2 separate regions of the Oncorhynchus mykiss genome follow, and region 1 is linked to region 2. The links are chromatin contacts, called in public Hi-C maps. All regions are on one chromosome and are shown on one strand. The core of a region is the stretch at or near the end of the contact, and the rest is flanking DNA. Distances in the headings are between cores, read along the strand shown. Region 1 overlaps tmem131l (transmembrane protein 131-like). Region 2 holds the start of tmem131l (transmembrane protein 131-like).

What was found. Hi-C and Micro-C count contacts between places; a contact is called where the count stands out from the background.
Region 1: a Hi-C map of liver shows a contact between it and region 2, with 2.4 times the contacts expected there. The contact joins the enhancer-like site here to the promoter of tmem131l in region 2. A contact is called at or near these places in 3 of 3 Hi-C or Micro-C datasets (blood and liver).

Annotation. Positions count from the first base shown.
Region 1 is chr10:55,096,181-55,098,880 of USDA_OmykA_1.1, forward strand. tmem131l (transmembrane protein 131-like) reads left to right here. Exons shown (of 34, transcript XM_021619108.2): 7 at 279-383. Among protein-coding and RNA genes, the nearest start is that of tmem131l, 54 kb to the left of the region's middle. Within about 2 kb of position 1,326, at least 5 of the 11 cell types and tissues checked have an H3K27ac peak or open chromatin away from gene starts, as enhancers often do.
Region 2 is chr10:55,042,009-55,044,708 of USDA_OmykA_1.1, forward strand. tmem131l (transmembrane protein 131-like) reads left to right here and starts at 1,446. Exons shown (of 34, transcript XM_021619108.2): 1 at 1,446-1,759; 2 at 2,667-2,700. The coding sequence starts at 1,636. LOC110534317 (meiotic nuclear division protein 1 homolog) reads left to right here. Exons shown (of 8, transcript XM_021619104.2): 8 at 1-28.

The DNA.
Region 1 (2,700 bases), core at 76-2,575, 54 kb after region 2:
ATGTGGATTGTGTTTATTATGATGATTCACTCTCCGGTGTTGTATACATCATGGCCACTATTAGCATAAGCAACATTAGCATGCGACCTTGGATTCATTCACTCCCTTTGATTTAATATTCTGTGGTCTAATCAGTCCCTTTACAATGGCCAAGTAAACAAAACTCCACTTTTGGATTGCACACTCTTCTGACACATTAGACATCTCTCGAGGTAAAATAAGTAATTTCTGTCATATTATATGAACTGTCTCTTTAACAGTGATGTCCTTTCACCCAGGTTTTTGGTTTGGGCGTCCACCGGGGCTCTTTAAAGGGGGTCAATAGGAAGGACAGTGTCCTCATATTCCCCCACATCCAGAGCATCAAGCTTAGCCAAACTCAGGTACGTCCATTCCATTCAACTCAACACACTTGATTTATTGCCCAACAGGCAATTGTTCCTGGACAAGGAAGTCAACAGACATGTGGCAACAGGATACATATGTTTACCACAGTACTATAAAGACTTACACACATGCCATAACAACAAGCAAACACATTTACCACAGAAAACTTGCTAGCATGGCCCTCTGCCCTGCTCTGCAGTGTGCAGGCCTTGCTGTATTGTCAGCTGCTGGCTATCAGATGTCAATCTTCCCCTCGTTGCCAGTCCCAATACAGAGAGAACCCAACACAGAGGCATAAACACACACTTGCATGAGGCGTACGCGCACACACAAGGTATATACACATTCATGCATGCACACACATGATCAATCACGTTCATATTTGTGTATACACAATCACACTCTTGTGCACACACACACACACGCACGCGGAGCATGAAAACAGTCCCATCACACACGCACTCGCACCCACTTTTAAAAACATCAAGGGAAGACGTGAAAGCGACACAAGGCTTCTTCGGAGGAGCGTTACCCTCGGCAACAGGAAGCAGGTGGCAGTTACAAAATGTCAGCCTGGCTGCGTTCTCACAATCACTCAGACTTGCTTCTAGTCTTTATTTAAACATTTATTGCAAGATGGTTGTTTTTGTTATTTCTCAGTATGGCTCACTTAATAAATCGACCACTTATTTTTAACACGCTCTTCTGTTACAACACTGAAGTTTTACAAAACAAAATATGGGCTGCGTCTTAAATAAATGCCCCCCTATTGCCTATATAGTACACTACCTTTGATCAGTGCTCCTATATAGAAAATAGGGTAGTGTTGAAATAATGCACTATAAATAGAATAGGGTGCCATTTGGGACAACCATAGTTTCTTCACTGATCTGGATATACTTTTATGCGAGGTAGACAGGCGTTGTGAGAGTAAAGTTGTTCCTGTACGGTGTCTGTGGTTTGTGTTGCTGTAACACGGCCTGTTGAGCTGCTGAACATATGAACAGGTTTAAATATAGACCGAGTTTTGGCAGCCAGATTCAAATTTAGTTCCCCCTTCCCTTTATTTCATACACCCTGTCACTGTATTTCTGTCTCACTTTCTATCTTTATTTCTCTCTCTGGCTCTTTAGTGGGGAGGTTGAAATTAAGTCTCTCTCTTTCTCTCTCACCAAGTCATTGGACGAGGTTACTGTTATTTCACAGTGTGTACTGGAGCTTTGAGCTCACCACCACTTTTGATATTAAATAACGCACTACGCACCAATCCAAATACACTGTCATGTATGAATACTGTCACCTAAGTATAAGGTCTTGACTAGTGAAGACTTGTGTCAAAGAGATCTGCCTTGTAGTTGGGATAACCTATAGGTCATGTTGATAAATCAATCAATCAGTTTTGAATTTATAAAGCCCTTCTTACATCAATAGTTGTCACAAAAGACTTTACAGTAAATAACCCGGTCTAGAACCACAAAGGTCATAGGGTTCAATGACTCAGGGCAATGATGCTGGTCATGTACACCACCTTTCAAAAGTTTGGGGTCAATTAGAAATGTCATTGTTTTTGAAAGAAAAGCTAATTTCTGTCCATTAAAATAACACAAAATTCATCATAAATACATTGTAGACATTGTTAATGTTGTAAATGACTAGTGTAGCTGGAAACGGCTGATTTTAAAACAATAAAAAAAAAATACATTTTAAAATCATTTTTAATGAAATAACTTCATAAGCGCTCATTATCGGCATCTATCACTCCTGCGTTCCAATGGAAGTTGTTTGCTAATCCAAGTTGATCATTTTAAAAGGCTAATTGATCATTAAAAAACCCTTTTGCAATTATTTTAGCACAGCTGAAAACAACTTTTGTACTGATTAAAGAAGCAGTATAACTGGCCTTTAGACTAGTTGAGCATCAGCATTTGTGGGTTTGATGTCAGATGTCAATCTGGCTCAAAATGGCATGAAACAAATAACTTTCTTCTGAAACACGTCAGTCTATTCTTGTTCTGAGAAATGAAGGCTATTCCATGTGAGAAATTGCCAAGAAACTGAAGATCTTGTACAGCGCTGTGTACTACTCCCTTCACAGAACAGCACTAACTGTCTCTAACCAGAATAGAAAGAGGAGTGGGAGGCCCCGGTGCACAACTGAGCAAGAGGACAAATACATTAGTGTCTAGTTTGACAAACACACTCCTCACAAGTCCTCAATTGTCAGCTTCATTAAAACTTCTTCAGGATTGGTGGGTGTGGTGGTTCATTTCTTTACTATCAAATGAGGAGAGACACTTATCACACAAGTTCAAG
Region 2 (2,700 bases), core at 196-2,695:
AAAAGATCCCAGACATGTTCCATATGTACAACAAGCTTATTTCTCTCAAATTTTGTGCATAAATTTGTTTACATCCCTATATGTGAGCAATTCTTATTTGCCAAGATAATCCATCCACTTGACAGGTGTGGCATATCAAGAAGCTGATTAAACAGCATGATCCTTACACAGGTGCACCTTGTGCTGAGAACAATAAAAGGCCACTCTTAAAATGTGCAGTTTTGTCACACAACTCAATTCTACAGATGTCTCATGTTTTGAGGGAGTGTGCAATTGGCATGTACGTCCAACTGGCCTCAACCTCAGACCACGTGTACCCACGCCAGTTTAGGACCTCTACCTGCGAGATTGTCTGAGACCAGCCACCCGGACAACTGATGAAACAAGAGTATTCCCCTTTTGTGGGGAAAAACAAATTCTGATTGACTGGGCCTGGCTCCCCAGTTGGTGGGCCTATGCCCTCCCAGGCCCACACATCGCTGCACCCCTACCCAGTCATGTGAAATCCATAGATTAGGGCCTAATGAATTTATATCAGTTCCTTAAATGAACTGTAACTCAGTAGAATTATTGCCTGTTGCATTTATTTTTGTTCAGTATATTTTACCTGAACCCTCTACCGTGTGCAGATATTATTTCAAGCATAACATACCTTGTCTAAACATGTTTGGCTTAAACGTTTGAACAATGACACACCCACCATGGAAGAGTATGTGTGATGAGTATGTGTGATATTTGTGTGTGAACCTGCTTAGCCTGTCCATTCTGATTCATTAAGGTTGACCTGAAGTCTGCACCCCAAAAAAAATTTGTTCACCCTTGAGCAGTAGTGTCCAAAATGTACTTAATTTACATATAGGCTTGTGACTTTTATGTATTCCACTAATTGTCTACCAGCCATTGTTGCTAACCTAACACTGGCCTACAGCATATGGCCTGTTTCAATGTTGAACTTGAATACCAATGTCCTTTATAACTCTTCAGTTATAAAACTAGTATTAGATGAAGTGCAAGAAATGTGCTTTATGTGACAGGGTTCTCATGGAATAATTTGAGTTTGCAGGACTTCATTGGTGTGGATGTTGGAGGGACTTTTAGTACTATGAATATTGCAGTTTGATTATTCTATATGGGAACCACATGATGGAATCTCTCTTAACCTTTGGAGTGATCTATTGATTGGCACAACGTTTTTCAACCTCAGTAGTATGGGGGATTTTAAAACAATGGGTCCACAAGCGCATCATCATAACCTAGATTTGCTTTGGTTGACCGCATGACAGTTGTTTGCCCGCGCGGGAAAAAAACGAAATAGAATGTTTCGCATAAACTTTGTTTTCTGCACGATTTATCTGCGTATTGGACTGGCCACGCGATATTCCCATGAGTTGAATCATTTGGTGCGTTTAGTTCTTCACGTTCAAGTCCACCTCATTGTGCCAAAATCAGCCAACGCAGGCAGGCCGATGAATGCAACGCCTTGGCTGTGGTCGGCGCATACTCTCCACACACACACAACGAGAAAGAGGGCGAGGAACAGAACAGGGTGGGAGGGTTTGCTAGACGGGGAGCGAAAGCAAGAGAAAGAGAAAGCCAAGCGTAGCACAAGGCAGGCTGCTAGCTGAACAGGGCAGCATGGCGGTGGTACGGGAGTTCCAACAAGGCAGCCGCTGTCACAGAAAAACGTGGATTAATATTATACTCGGAATTCTACCGCTACTTTTGCCCTGCGTACAGCATGGAGGGGCTCAATTGCAAGGTCTGGTGAAGTACAATTTTCTTCAATAATTAACGTTAACCACCCATTGCGAAAATGTCGGCGAGAACTGCCAGTAACGTTAGAGCGAACGTTACCGAGTTGACAGTGAGGACAAGTCGCTATGCGAAAACGGGAGGGCTACTGCAACCATCGTATTGTGGATTCCAATTCGGCATAATTTGCGTGATAATTTCAAATGTGTTAATGTCTGCAGAAATGTTGCGAACGTCGTTCACTTATAAGTGTTAAGACTATTTTATTAAGTATTATTTTTTTTAAATCAGTGGACAGTTTCCTGTGTTGGTTCATGCAAGCCATAACGTTATTTCAGTGAAGTGTCGCGTTACAGTAGCTAGCGAATTTAGCTACAAGGGAACTTCGTTTAATGATAGTTAGCTTACCAGATGCCATTGTTTTCACTTTGGTTGGGTGTTTTTAAATGTTTCAGTGTATTTATTGGTTATGTTATAAATGTATAGCTCGGCTTTTATAAATGTTAAAGCTATGTGTTTACACGCTAGCAAAGCCAAAGCTAGCTAACCTAAAAGCAACGTTTGATAATATTTTGGTGGGTGCTTACTGGCCTATTTAACACATGTACAAGTGTGTATTAATACTGCATGTGTGAATTGAAAAATGTGATATCCCAACTCTCCCCGAGCAACCCTCGGAGAGTGGGATCATGGGCAGTTGAATACACGCCTTTGTCAGTCATGCATTTGCACAAGTGTATGCTAAACGTTGACAAACAGCCGTTTGCGCTGTCCCCCGTTATAATTTTTTTGGGGGGTAAAGCATTTTATCAAGACATTATTTCTTTGCCCGCTATCTGATGTGCTTGACAGCGAGTGTTTTCTGCTCAAGCTTTCACATTTACACCTCGTCCCCCTCTCTTCCTCCCACCAAGCCCTGAGTCAAATGTCCAGCGTGGTCGAGGTCTG